Linked DNA regions of Salmo salar: region 2 is linked to region 1. A link is a contact called in public Hi-C data. All regions are on one chromosome and are shown on one strand. Each heading gives the region's core, a stretch centred on a gene start, on an enhancer-like site or on the middle of the called end of the contact. The rest is flanking DNA. Distances are from core to core; before and after follow the strand shown.

Region 1 (7,528 bases), core at 2,896-5,395:
AAACCATGATACTCCCTCCACCATACTTTACAGTTGGGATGAGGTTTTGTTGGTGTGCTGTGCCTTTTTCCCCCCCTCGACACAGTGTTGTGTGTTCCTTCCAAACAACAACTGTAGTTTCATTTGTCCACAGAATTTGCCAGTAGCGCTGTGGAAAAACCAGGTGCACTTCTGCAAACTTCAGACGTGCAGCAATGTTTTTTTTTGGACAGCAGTGGCTTCTTCCATGGTGTCCTCCCATGAACACCATTCTTGTTTAGTGTTTTAGGTATGTAGACTCGTCAACAGAGATGTTAGCATGTTCCAGAGATTTCTGTAAGTCTTTAGCTGACACTCTAGGATTCTTCTTAACCTCATTAAGCATTCTGTGCTGTGCTCTTGCAGTCATGGACTTTATTTTAGAAATATTTTTGTAACCCTTTCCAGCTTTATGCAAGGCAACAATTCTTAATCTTAGATCTTCTGAGACCTATTTTGTTCAAGGCATGGTTCACATCAGGCAATGCCTCTAAGTTGATACATGTAGGCCCTTCACACAGTTCCATCTGAAAGTATTCAGACTCCTTGACCTTTTCCACATTCTGTTACGTTACAACAAATCCTCAATCTACACACAATACCCCATAATGACAAGGCAAAATGTATTAAAAATTCAAAACAGAAATGCCTTATTTACATAATCATTCAGACCCTTTGCTATGAGACTCATAATTGAGCTCAGGTGCGTCCTGTTTCCATTGCTCATCCTTGAGATGTTTCTACAACTTGGAGTCCACCAGTGGTAAATTCAATTGATTGGACATGGTTTGAAAAGGCACCCACCTGTCTGTATATATAAAGGTCCCACAGTTGACATTGCATCCTAGAAATGGCAGCCCGGCCAAAATTAGCAATCAGGGGAGAAGTGCCTTGGTCAGGGAGGTGACCAAGAACCCGATGGTCACTCTGACAGAGCTCCAGAGTTTCTCTGTGGAGATGGGAGAACCTTCCAGAAGGAAAATCATCTCTGCAGCACTCCACCAATCAGGCCGCAAAAAGGCACCTGAAGACTCTCAGACCATGAGAAACAAGATTCTCTGTTCTGGATGTCCATGGGTGGCCCGGCCAGAGCCTGGACTTAAACCCGATCGAACATCTCTGTAGAGACCTGAAAATAGCTGTGCAGCAACGCTCCCCATCCAACCTGACAGAGCTTGAGAGGATCTGCAGAGAAGAATAGGATAAACTCCCCAAATACAGGTGTGTCAAGCTTGTAGCGTCATACCCAAGAAGACTTCGAGGCTGTAATCGCTGCCAAAGGTGCTTCAACAAAGTACTGAGTAAAGGGTCTGAATACTTACTTAAATGTGATATTTTTGCAAAGGTAAAAAACTATCTACAAGCCTGTTTTTGCTTTGTCATTATGGGGTACTGTTTGTAGATTGAGGAACATTTTTCATTTAATCAATTTTAGAATAAGGCAAAATGTGGAAAAAGTCAAGGGGTTTGAATACTTTCCGACTGCACTACGCGCAGCACTTCGTTCAATTTATCGAACCAGTTATTGTTTTCTTGCTCAAACCGCGAGTAACACCTGTAAAACTCAGCCATTTTCTCAAAACACAGGGATGTCGATTCGCACGGGACTAGTATTATCACAGGACTTTAGTTTGCCCAAAAACAGTCGTTTATTCTGGTTAGTCAATGTCCAGATTTTAGTTCCCATTTAACTCAACTAAAACAGCAGGCTACAGTCCCCTTGACATGCCATAGGCCTATTCAAAATCCTGTCCAATTGGGATAGAGCCTCATAAATCATCACATAGCATCCTCTTTTACCACTTCACCAAATATTTCCCAGGCATTTCTTTTCTGGCCCTCCCCTTCCCTTTATTTTCAACTCACCTTTCGCAGCTTTTGTCTTATTGAATTAAACGTCGTCAATCTCCTTTTTGCCTCCGCAGATTGACGTTAATGCTTTTGGGAAGGGCAGAAAAAGTTATCTGAAGATTGGCTGTGCAGGCTATTTGGCGCGTGTACAGTTAAGCCCTAAAATGTAGGCTTATGCAGTAATACCAGATAGCCAAAAAGAAAAGAAAAACCTCAATGTAGCGTATATAAAATTGCACAATTATACATTAAAAATTAATTAAGGTTTTGTTTCTCTTTATTCAACCCGCCCGCCACCCACCCGCCCTTCAGCCACACAATATTTAATGACCGTATACCAGTCCGCCCAGCGGATGTAACCGCTGGGACCACGGTTATGATTCAACCCGCGCATCACTAGTGTGTGTGTGTGGTTTTTTAACTAGCCACAACATTGACCTGACCTATGCTGGAGAGGAAGAGAATTATTAGAGATGGAAGACCCAGACAGACAGAGACAGACAAACTGAAATCATCAGAAAGATACTGTGATGCATCAGTATCTTCCCCCAGCAGAGTAAAATCCCCGCCGAGATAGGGAAATGGCACATTGTTTAACGCGAGTCATAGCAACCCTCTCAGTCAGATATGACATTAAAATGTTCCAGTGACAAAATGGATGAAAGCCCTAGACCCATAGGGCTCTGGTCAACAGTAGTGCAGTATGTAGGGAGTAGGGCGCCATTTGGGACTCATCCCTTTAGTGAAAAGGCTTGTTCTAATAACAGAATGAATTGGAGGGGGTCAAGAGGAATTTGTCATTTCATTCATTCTTTGAGGAACCGGGAAATGTAAAAACAATGCCTCTGCACTTTAGATGTTAATGCTGGATAGTCACTTTGAGAACACAAACAATTTAGCCTCTCTCACAATGACAACTAGCCTAAACCGAATCAGAATGTGGGGATCATTTTTTATTCTAATCAAGCACTAGACAAAATCCGTCAGAAAGCAGATAACAACAGTGTCTCTTTCTCCGAAGTCGTCAGGCGTGGCACACAGAGGGTTAACCGGAGCCCCGACTGAGTCTTTTTGTGTGCTGCCATTTTGTGATTCCTTCAGATGCCAATGCGGTCTGCCCAGGAATGCCAAGCGTGTTGTCATGGATATGGCTGAGCCTTATTAAGAGCCATATTCCTGTGCCTCCTTACTATAGAGTCACTCTCACAACAAGAGGAATCAGTCTAGCCGGCTAGGGTTTTACTGCGCTTCCTACTAGCCTTTTTTCTGTTTTCGTCCACATTTGTTTTCTCTTCTTCTTCCCAAAACTCTGGCAGTTACCCTACACAGAAAAACACTAAATCGCAAGCCCCCTTCCCACTCCCCCCAAAAAAGGCACATAATAATCCCGCTTGGGGGGTTTTGAGGGGTGGAGTGGGGTAGGGGGAAAAGTGATTTGTGTTAGGGGCTTGGGGATTGTTTTCATTCACATTTTCCACTGAGTCAGTTGCGAGCCAGGAGACAGGGAAGGGAAGGCTGAGAGGCTGCTGCTGCCCAGAGCAGGACTGGCACCGCGCCAGGACCTTGCTTTAGGTCTCACAGCTCCCTCAGTGTTTGCATCCACCTCCTCCCTTTTGTCCCCCCTCCTTTTTTGTTGCTAAAACACTGCAGTGTGAAGAAATTCACCAGAGAGCTAGCTTCCCTGTGTCTGTCCCCTTAATTAGGAGGCTAAAAAGGAGGGGGGAGTGCCAGGCAAGCAGGCAGGGAAGCGTCAAGCTAGCTGCTAAACAGGCTACACGTATGCTAACAGTCAGGCTGCTAGCTAGCTAGCTAGCGCTTAACGGCAGGTTAGTATGTTGAAGACACAAACCCTCTAGAGGAAGAACGAATACCTCTTTACATAAATGATTATGCAACATCAGTCCGCAAGAGAGCAAGAGAAGTGAGAAAGAGGGAGAGAAAGATGGAGCGAGGGAGAGAGAGAAAGGGGAAACGCCTCCATTGTTTTCTGCCAGTTCCAAATCCTTATTGCAGGACACACATTCATTTCTGTGTACAGCAGCTGTACAGCTCATTTATATATTTTCCACCATTCTTATTCAATCAAACAGGTGGAAGAAAATAAGGAAATACAAAGCGTTGGAAAACATGTTGAGAGTGGTTTTATCTATCAGCACTGCATGAGTGTGTGTGTGTGTGTGTGTGTGTGTGTGTGTGTGTGTGTGTGTACGTACAGGGTGTTTATGAAAATGAAAGTGTGTCAGTACTTATGTACCACAAGTTTCTATTCAATGCACCTGCACATTTGCGTGTAGTTGTCTAGTGATTGCAAGAGAAAGCAAGCTATTGCTCATGTTCTGAGTGCCCGAGTCCTCATTACATGTATGGACTGTATTCACAAATTGGAGTGTGTGTGTGTGTGTGTTGTGCAAGTGTGTGTGCTGTGTTTTCATGTATGTGTGTGCACGCGCCTGCCTGTTTGTATAAGTGATTAGGCTACATGTTACCGCTTCCTGGTAGAGATGGTGATCTAACAAAGAAAGACCAGTTCTCAGAAAGCTCTGTTCTCCCATTATTGCTCTTTTCCAGGTAAAGCACCATAAAAACAGCCAGGCAGGCATTGCATTCATCCACCAGTCTCCATCATCAATCATCTCCACACACGCAGAAAGTTGATGAAAATGTATGGCATAAAGAGTGGAGTTATTGAATTAGGCTGGGTACAAAAGTACTGCAACCTGGAATTTTCTACCGCTTGAGTACTGGCACCCCATATGGAATATTTGTTCAAAAAATTATAATTATACAGGCACTCAAAATGAGTGCCGGGCCCCTATGCACCCTGGTAAAAAGTACGGCACTATAAAGGGAATAAGGTGCCATTTGGGAGCATCTTGAACCAGTGGAGATCCTCTCAATAATGCTTTAGGCCCCGAGTTTAGCTGGAGAGAAAAGTATTTCTCAGTCGGTGCTGGAAAACATATGCCGATCATGAATATGAACTAAAAGGGAGCGCTAAATACGCTGAGCTCTTTTCATTTCGTCCTAGTGAAGAAGAGAGGCCTTTGCATGGGAGTTTCTGGTGGGAATATCTAAAACTCGCAAGAAGCTGTCCTCCTTAATTGCGTCATTGTGAACACGTTAACAACTGGTCAAATCCCCGGGGGGCACAGGTGGTGAGGACTGAGGAGATGTGTTGACGTTTAAACTGCCATTTCTTTTTACTCGCTTTTCCGTTAAAACAATAAGAAAAATTCATAAAATTCCATGTGAATTTACAATGCAGCTGTGCTGCTGCCAGAAACAGTTTGGGTCTCACGGTGTCCCTTTCAGATGGTCAAGCATTGTACCTGCACTACCATTACAGTACCTCAATTCAACCTTGCAAAGTTTGCATTTCCTTCTCATTTAACTTTTCAAAGTATTACCATACAGGACTTTGCTGCTGTCGCTTGCCTTTCTCTGCCATTTTTTCAACGTTTAATGGATGGTGACAAAGTGGTGGAGAGTCGACTCCAAAATAATTGATTTCTCGACTCCTTGCACGTCAACTCCCGCTATCGACTTCCATTTACGAGTGTCAAGAATCGATTCCTCTAGGAATTGACTATTTTTGGAACGGAGGAGATTGATGAGTTGCCATACTTCCGAGACCAAACACTTGTATCTTTCATAGTGAGCTAGCGAGGGACGGAGAGAGAGGGGAGGGGCACAGTAGAGGCAGGTCGGCCACCAGGCAGACATTCAGAACAGTGCACTTGGCCTTTCTACCGGCAACCATATGCTGTATCTCGCAATGTCTTGGCTTGCAATGCCTCGCAACTTCAGTTAAACAGGGCCCATCATCAATGAATAGGCTAGGATATTCTACAGACCGAAGACTGAACACACACTGGCATCACTAGCGAAGAGAAAGAGCAGGGGTATAATCATTAGTCCAAACAGTTGCAAAACTAGAATGTTTTGCAACTAAAACGTGACTTTCTACTGGACAAATTCAGAATCAGTGTAATGAACACACCACAAGCGAGCCAGCGCGAGGGAGAGAGGGGGCAGGCAGAAGAAAATGTGGTGCACATACAATGCCTTCAGAAAGTATTCACATCCCCCCCCACACACACACACACGTTAAGAGCCTGACTTTGAAATGGGTTACATGTAGATTTTGTGCCACTGATCTACACACAATGTCAAAGCAGAGTTTTGTTTCCTGAAATGTTTACAAATTAATATGAAATTAAAAGCTGAAATGTCTTGAGTCAAAAAGTACTCAACACCTTTGTTTTACCAAACCTAAATATGTTCAGGAGTAAAAATGGCTTAACAAGTCACATAATAAGTTGCATGGACTGTGAAATAATAGTGGTTAAGATGATTTTTGAATGACTACCCGATTTCTGAACCCCACACATACAATTATCTGTAAGGTCCCTCAGTCAAGTAGGGAATTTCACTCAAAGATTCAACCAAAGACCAGGGAGGGTTTCCAATGCCTTGCAAAGAAGGGAACCTATTGGTAGATGGGTAAAAATAAAAAGCAGCAGACACTGAATATCCCTTAGAGCATGGTGAAGTTATTAATTACAATTTGGATGGTGTATTAATATACCCAGTCACTACAAAGACAAGTGTCCTTCCTAACTCAGTTGCCGGAGAGGAAGGAAACCGCTCAGGGATTTCACCATGAGGCCAATGGTGATTTTAAAACAGTTAGAGTTTAATGGCTGTGATGGGAGAAACCTGAGGATGGATCAACAACATTGTAGTTACTCCACAATACTAGCCTACATGACAGAGTGAAAAGAAGGATGTCTGTACAGAATGAAATATAATCATGAAACATGCCGTTTGCAATAAGGAAAGTAACAGAGCAAAAAAATTTGGCAAAGAAACTTACTTTTTGTCCTGAAAACAAAGCATTATGTTTGGGGCAAATCCAACACAACACTGAGTACCACTCTTCATTTAGTACTTTCAAGCATGGTGGTGGCTGCATCATGTTATGGATATGCTCGTCATCGGCAAGGACTAGGGAGTTTTTTAGGATAAAAAGAAACAGAATAGAGCTAAGCACAGGCAAAATTCTAGAGAAACACCTGGTTCCGTCTGCTTTCCAACAGACACTGGGAGACAAATTCACCTTTTAGCAGGTCAATAACCTAAAACACAAGGCCAAATACACATTGGAGTTGCTTACCAAGACGACATTGACTTAAAATCAGCTTGAAAATATATGGCAAGACTTGAAAATGACTGTCTAGTAATGAGCTTGAAGAGTTTAAAAATAATAAAATAGGCAAATGTTGTACAATCCAGGTATGCAAAGTGCTTAGAGACTTACCCAAAAAGACGCACAGCTGTAAACGCTGCCAAAGGTGATTCTACCATGTATTGACGCAGGGGGTTGAATACTTAAAGATATTAGGGTTTTATTTTTCATAAATCTGAAGATTTGTTTTTAAACCAAAATTCTACTTCGTCATTGTAGTATTTTGTGTAGATAAAAAAAAGTATACATTTTAATCCCTATTTGTATCACAACCAAACGCGGAAAAAGTCAAGGGGTGTGAATACTTTCGTTACCCCCCCCCACACTGCCCCATAACACAGCGGTCAGAAGCAGCATGGTGGAGCAGGTGGTCACAGACCTAACGGTGTCATCCGATCTGCCACGTTTCCA
Region 2 (7,528 bases), core at 1,913-4,412, 77 kb before region 1:
ATTGGTGCCCAATGAAGACCTAGACAACCTGGTAAAAGGGAGTTCTTAAGTGATCATTGACCTTAACTGATCACTTAAGTAACAAGGGAGGACTGAAAACCTGCAGACACACAGCACTCCAGGAATTGAGTTTGACACCCTTGTTATACAGATGATTCTTATATCTCATGAATGTCTGTGGGAGGTTAGTAGGATCAACTGTTCCGTCCAAAACATAAAGCCTTCTGGGAGGAAGTCTGGAACAAACCTGTAAAACATAGGAAGACAGCGTAGGACTGGGTGACAAAGCACAGTACGGGGGATTTGTGGTTGGAGTCGTGACGCTAAACCTGACCAGACTTTCTTTCACCGAATCAATCATTTAACAGGCGGTAGGGTGTGAGTCCAAAATATCAACATATTCCCTATATGGTGCACTACTTTTAACCAGACCCCTATGGGCCCTGGTCAAAAGTAGTGCAGTACGTAGAGGAAAGGGCACATTTGGGACTCAACCCTATCCACCCCACTTCCTGTGTGAGTTTAAACAATGCATTAGTCCCGTTCTGTGTCTGTCTGTCTGTCTGTGCTTTGTCACCACCACCACCAGGGACGTTCACTGTCAAACGCAGCTTTTGGAGACAATGCATGCTGTGTGTGTATATAATTAGGAGATTTGCATGGCTCCTTGTCTGTCATTACGGCCCAGAGTTGGCTGCCAGAGCCTCTCTGCAGCTCGGGAACACCGATTCTCACAGGAAATAGAGGGAAGGAGGGAGGGAAACGCACTGGTGCCAGGAGGTGTCGCAAATGGGACCCTATTCCCTATGTAGTGCACTACTTTTGACCAGGGCCCGTAGGGTTGCATTACATAGGCCGGGGATAGGGCGCTATTCAGAACACACCTAGAGACAGAGCTCCATCCACCACCCGTATTCCAATCCCATGAAGTCCATCTCCCACGGTCTGGGAGATGCATCAGGGGGACAGCACGCTGGGTAACACTCTCCACTCCCGAACCCTGCCCCTAAACCAGAAACCAGAACCACTGGGTTCCTGTCAACCCAAAACACCATGAGCCAGTGTTCACAAAGGATTTTACACACCTTCCAACAAACAACAGAGCTTGAACGCACGCACACACACACACACACGCACGCACGCACACACACAAACACACACCTCTTTTAAAAGGTAGACCTGCTGAAAATACATTTAAACCCTATAGGTGTGGTGTTGTTTCAATGAGCTACAATAACCTCCTTAAATGTGTGTCTCTGTCTGGTGTGGAGTGGTGTCTATCTCCTCAGGTGATGAGTAAGGTGCTGGCTGGCATAGGGACAGAGTATTAACAGTGGTGCAATTGGCTCCAGCTCCACACACCCAGCCAGCCAGCCAGCCAGCCAGCCAGCCTGTTTAATTGGATGAAGCTCCTACTTAGAATAGCATTTTTAAATCACAGTCATTAACAGAGAGGGCTAATTCCACCACAGCCCCTATTGAAGTGTGGGGGGAACACAACCGAGGAGAGGAGGCAGGGAGGGATAGAGGGAGGAGGAGGCAGGGAGGGATAGAGGGAGGAGAGGAGGCAGGGAGCGATAGAGGGAGGAGAGGAGGATCAACTTGAGAGACGCTCTCTGCTGGGCATGTCAACATCTTAGCACAGAGACACGGAGGTAGGGGTGTGGGGACGGAGGGAGAGAAGATTGGAAAACAAGTGTACTTCTCCCCGCAAACTGAGATGCTAGTCAGCACACCTTACCTCCCCACTACCATCTACTGCACCGGGTTCCTATAGACCACATAGGGCCCAGGTGGTCACACCAACACAACACTCAACATTCCTGACCGAGTCATCACCTGCTAAATCTTCCTGTTAGCACACTCCCTAAGGCTATGGCCACACTCATACCATTTCATCCGGGTTCATGCGTCTATGACCGTCATCATTGTCCGTTTTTTTTTTGTCCATCAAAAGTACAACTAAAGTCAAGTATTGTCGGACGAGTTGCTTATGTAAAAAGACAGACCGTTTGGGTGTTTTTGTTGGACAATGCATCTCCGTTGTCATTTACCCAGCAACGGATTACTCCTATTGGAAAGGCATTGGGTCCATCCGAAATGGCACAGTAGTGCACTAAATAGGTACTAGGGTGCTATTTGGGATGCATCCTCTACCCTCCGTTCTAGCCAGTCACCCTCCTCCTCCCCCTTCAGTCCATAAGGCACTGTGCCCACCAGGTGGTCAGGAGGAGCTGCTGTGATTGGATCAGCATCCCCAGGCCAGCTGTTTCCATGACGCAGCAACAGCACCAGCGCCTCTGCTGGAGACAGGAGACTAGAGAGGGGAGGAGGGAGGTGTGGAGGGAATGAGAGGTGGTGGAACAGAGAGAAGGGAGGGAGGGAGGGGGAATAGAGAGAAGGGGGGAGGAGAAACTGAGAGAAGGAGGGGGGAATAGAGAGAAGGGGAGAGAGGAGAGACAGAAAGAAGGGGACAGGGGGGAATAGAGAGAAGGGGGGAGGAGAAACTGAGAGAAGGAGGGGGGAATAGAGAGAAGGGGAGAGAGGAGAGACAGAAAGAAGGGGACAGGGGGGAATAGAGAGAAGGGGAGGAGGAAGGGATGGGGGAACAGAAAGGGAGGGAGGGAACAGAGTTGGAAAAGAGCCAAGGGAGGGCGGGGGCTGGTCGTGACCCACTCTGCTCCACCTCTCCTCTTCATCTCCAACCCACCCCGCTGCGCATGTCTGCTGGCTGCAGCCACTCTCCTGGCTCTGCTCCTTGGACCCGGTGAAAGCAGCCCTGGGGCCTAGGCTGCTGCGGTATGGTAGCAGCCCACGCTAGGCTAGGTGAGACCCGAGTGGGCTAGGAATGCGCTGGCTGGGACAGGGCCAGACCAGGCTAAGCTACGCTAGGTAGGGCCAGGGAGGGAGGTAGGCTAAGCTAGACTAGGCTAGACAGGAGGGAGGGAGGCTAAACTAGGCTAGGCTAGGCTAGACAGGAGGGAGGGAGGCTAAACTAGGCTAGGCAGGGACAGGAGGGAGGGAGGCTAAACTAGGCTAGGCAGGGACAGGAGGGAGGGAGGGAGGCTAAGCTAGGCTAGGCTAGGCTAGAAAGGGCCAGGAATGCGCTGGCTGGGGCAGAGCCAGACTTGTGTTTGTGCAGGCCCCGCTACAGTGTGCCAATTGTTCTCAGGTGCCAACTGTCGCCCTGACAACCCCGCATACGCACGGAGCGAGGGAAAGAGAGGGGAGTGAGCAGTGCGAGTCAGAGACGGAGAGCACTGTAAACTCCATGCCTGAAGAACTTAGAGGCGGAAACACAAATGAAGTGTTAAAACGATGCCCAAAGTATCAGTCTGGGGAGAGAGTTAGTCATTATCCAGCCCTCTCAATATCAACACCCAGAAGGCCTTGCAGTCCATTTCACCACTATAACACTCAGAGGTACTCTACTCCACTCTGTCTGCCACCCAGGGGTCATGTTACAACAGGCTTATCACGGTGGCCAGATGCCAGTATCCGTCCGCGCCCCAATTGGCACCCTATTCCCAAAGGGCTCTGGTCAAAACTAGTGCGCTATATAGAGGAAGGGGTGCCATTTGGGACTCTCCCAGCCTCTGTCCCGCTGCCTTATCTGGAGATGCTCTCCCCTACCCTCTGACCCCCTGGGTTATCCTATTCCGTGAGGGAAGGTCACACACTAAAGCCCGGGGATTTAAAGAGAGCAGCTCTGCCTTAGCAGGGGGGCACGCAACACAACGCACCCCGCCCAAGGCGCTCTGAAAAACAAGGTGGCGGGCAGGGACACTGGGCCCACACCATGAGGAATAACCTCTACCCCTTTAACCCTGAAAATAATATTGACGTTGTTTTTTTTTTTTTATGTACACCTGAGAAGCTACAACTGCACCAAGCCATGCAAACAGATGTGTTTCCGTGGCTATAGTTGCGACTCCTCTCAGTAACTCTCTGCCTGGCCATATCTGATCTGGCATCACCAAGGACTCAACTGGCATCTCTCAATGACACTGTATATCACACCAGCCAACAGGAGAGTGCAAACAGTGTCCGGGAAGAACAATAGAATACCAGTACTACTACATCATCCATTTCTGTTGAGAAACCACACACACACTTGGGGTTAGGTGGACCCTGAAGTGTGTGTGTGCACAACCGTAGTTCTATACGGCACTGCTTATAATGTAACAATAGGTTCCCACGTGCAAGTTCTTCACCAGGTCCACCTGTTTACTGGTTTTGGAGTGGTTAACATAACGACAAGCTGAAAGTGAACTATAAGGATGGGCATTGGGAAGCACCGGTCCTACAGGAGCTCTTAAGAGTCGAGGGCTCTCTGGACACACGTGGGATACGATTCTTCTTTGGTACTGTTACCAAGGCTCGGGTCATAAAGGCTCCTCCGGTCCATGTCCATATGTCGGTTCTCAGCTCCAATAAAAGGGGTCAAGCCACTCGCATCACATCAGCGTCTTAGTCATAGATATTGACCCAGAAAGTGAAATATTGCAGGACAACCACAGTCGTCAACATTGGCTAACAGTTTCCTAGTCCATTCCCTGTTACTGGTTCTACAGATTGTCTGGGGATGAAGGATGCTACTAGTTGAGTATGTGTAACCGTGGAAATTCCTGCTGACTGTTGATACTGTAACATCTTCATCGTGATCATCAGCTGGGGAGAGTTTGGACACTGATTAGTGCCGAGCGATTAACCGAAATGTCGGTTCTTTTAACTAATTGACCGACGTCGGTTCAATTATTTGAATTCCATTTCGTTCGGTTTTCCTTCGAAGCTCAATGCGCACATTGCAGTTTCCCTAGATATAAACCAGATCCAGCCCAAACTGTGCGATGTAGTAGGGAGTTGTAGTTTCCAACAGGATAATATTCTACATAATTACAACGTTTTATGTGCTAAACTAACTACAATGACCACAATCCATTGCGCATCTACTTGTCCGGGCTTTGTTTCTTTTACGCCTGCTACTCAAGAGACAGAAGAATATGCGATCGTGAGGTGATATAGAGAGCAGCTGTTGCTTCGCGAGGTATCTCTACCTGAAAATACACGATCTAAGTGATTGATAGCTGGTATTCAGCAGTCATAAAAGTATGCCTTATTTACTCCAAAGAACTACTAAAATAGAGATTTTTTTTCAGACAGCATAGACAGCAGCTCTGTAGAGATGAGATGACTTAGAATTAAATAAAGTCATCAAATAAAACAAATATACATAACAAATTAAATATTTTATTAAATAAAGTAATGTGAATAGATTATGGTTAATAAGTGATAAGCAGTAATAGGCAGTCACTAGCATCATGGGACTTTCATTAAATTATTTTATTCTGTGTTACAGCATTCAACCAAAATAATCAAAACGTGATCATTTTTTTATAATCGCCCCGAAACAACCTCAAAAACGTCCTAATCGCTCAGCACTGATACTGATGTATTCTCCAGACATGTTATCCACAGAGGAGACCTAGGCTGCATCCTGATTCACCACACTTCGCCCCAAAGTGTGCACTTGCACACTCCCTGTCATGGATTTAACAATGTTGGAAAGCCAATGCTTACACACCAATCCAAAGCATTCAAATCAATTACTGGGAGTGTGCAAGTGCACACTTCAGAAGAAGGGTGTAGAGTCGGCACCCTGATCTAGACGGTGCCAGCCTGGACAAGCCTGGGGAGGTGTGATAGTGGGTGTTATACCCGTCATCAAGTCAACTGGAAACTCCCAGCAGATACAAACCCCCGTGGTATCAGACCTACCTAGCTGTTTGACCTACCTAGCTGTTTGACCTACCTAGCTCTGTTTGACCTACCTAGCTGTTTGACCTACCTAGCTGTTTGACCTACCTAGCTGTTTGACCTACCTAGCTGTTTGACCTACCTAGCTGTTTGACCTACCTAGCTGTTTGAGGAGGGAACCGTTGTCAGACTTCCACCTCTCTTTCTTCTTCTCCGGACTGCTTTTCCACCGCTCCTTCCCCTTCTCCTTCACCCCGTTCTGTCTTCCCTTATGACCCGTCATGGTTTTCTCTGCAGAGGAAATAGAGCAACATTGCAGTGGAGCCAGCCAAGCATGAAGTCATGGAGAGGCAGGTCAAGACTGGGATATTTTTTCTCATGAGATAGATCAACTACTGTTTTCTATTTTCTTTTTTTTTTAAACGGACTGGCTGTACCCTTGGGGACATACCGCGTGTGCCCCAAATGGCAGCCTATTCCCTATATTCTGCAGGGCTGCAGTCAAAGGTAGTGCACTATATAGGGAATAGGGTGCCATTTGGAACACATGCTGTGTAGCAGTTAAATACAGCTGCATAATGTAAACAGTCAAATACTGAGGAGGCTATGTAGCAGTCAATGTTTGATTTCATTATCGTAAGCTAAAATTGGGGGTCAGTACTAAGCAGTGAACAGTACCCTGAGGCTCCTTGTCTCCATCCGGGTTAAGTTACCCTCTCCTCCAGTCAGAGTGAACCCTACACAGAGAAACTGAGCTATCTGACCCCAGAATGGCACCTTTTACCCCACCAGCTGGACTAATCATTGTGATGAGAGAAATGACCCATAACCTGACAAACAAAACTGAGAAACCGTCCCACTTCTCAGAAACGCTCCGACCAAAGAACTCCCTCACAGTCAAAACCTTCACCATCTCTCTTCACAGCTCTTGTGTATAGTCATTGGGGACTGTGTGACACAAAAAACCCACCAACACTCACAATTACAAATACTCACATGTACGCTCACAAACAAGCACACTTACAGTAAATATACAGTACCAGTCAAAAGTTTGGACAGCTACTAATTCAATAATTTTTCTTTATTTTTACTATTTTCTACACTGTAGAATAATAGTGAAGACATCAAAACTATGAAATAATACAAATGGAATCATGTAGTAACCAAAAAAGTGTTAAACAAATGTTATATTCTTCAAAGTAGCCACCCTTTGCCTTGACAGCTGTGCGCACGCGTGGCATTCTCTCAACCAGCTTCACCTGGAATGCTTTTCCAACAGTCCTGAAGGAGTTCCCACATATGCAGAGCACTTGATGGCAGCTTTTTCACTCTGTAGTTCAACTCATCCCAAACTATCTCAATTGGGTTGAGATCGGATGATTGTTGAGGCCAGATCATGACGCAACACTCCATCACTCTCCTTCTTGGTCAAATAGCCTTTACACAGCCTGGAGGTGTGTTTTGGGTCATTGTCCTGTTGAAAAACAAATGATAGCCCAACTAAGCACAAACCAGATGGGATGGCGTATCACTGCAGAATGCGGTGGGCCTTGAATTATAAATAAATCACAGACAGTGTAACCAGCAAAGCACCTTCACACCTCCTCCTCCATGCTTCACGGTGGGAACTACACATGCGGAGATCATCTGTTCACCTACTCTGTGTCTCACAAAGACATGGCGGTTGGAACCAAAAATCTAAAATTTGGACTCATCAGACAGAAAGACAGATTTCCACTGGTCTAATGTACATTGCTTGTGTTTCTTGGCT

The links. Hi-C and Micro-C count contacts between places; a contact is called where the count stands out from the background.
Region 2: a Hi-C map of muscle shows a contact between it and region 1, with 2.2 times the contacts expected there. The contact joins two enhancer-like sites.

Annotation. Positions count from the first base shown.
Region 1 is chrssa13:60,476,003-60,483,530 of Ssal_v3.1, reverse strand. The region is part of intron 5 of LOC106567530 (protein Jade-1); the gene reads right to left. Among protein-coding and RNA genes, the nearest start is that of LOC106567530, 64 kb to the right of the region's middle. Within about 2 kb of position 4,145, at least 3 of the 13 cell types and tissues checked have an H3K27ac peak or open chromatin away from gene starts, as enhancers often do. A contact at or near this core is called in muscle, where this site is marked.
Region 2 is chrssa13:60,551,830-60,559,357 of Ssal_v3.1, reverse strand. It overlaps LOC106567530 (protein Jade-1), which reads right to left. Exons shown (of 13, transcript XM_045693416.1): 12 at 5,917-6,048. Among protein-coding and RNA genes, the nearest start is that of LOC106567532, 54 kb to the left of the region's middle. Within about 2 kb of position 3,162, at least 4 of the 13 cell types and tissues checked have an H3K27ac peak or open chromatin away from gene starts, as enhancers often do. A contact at or near this core is called in muscle, where this site is marked.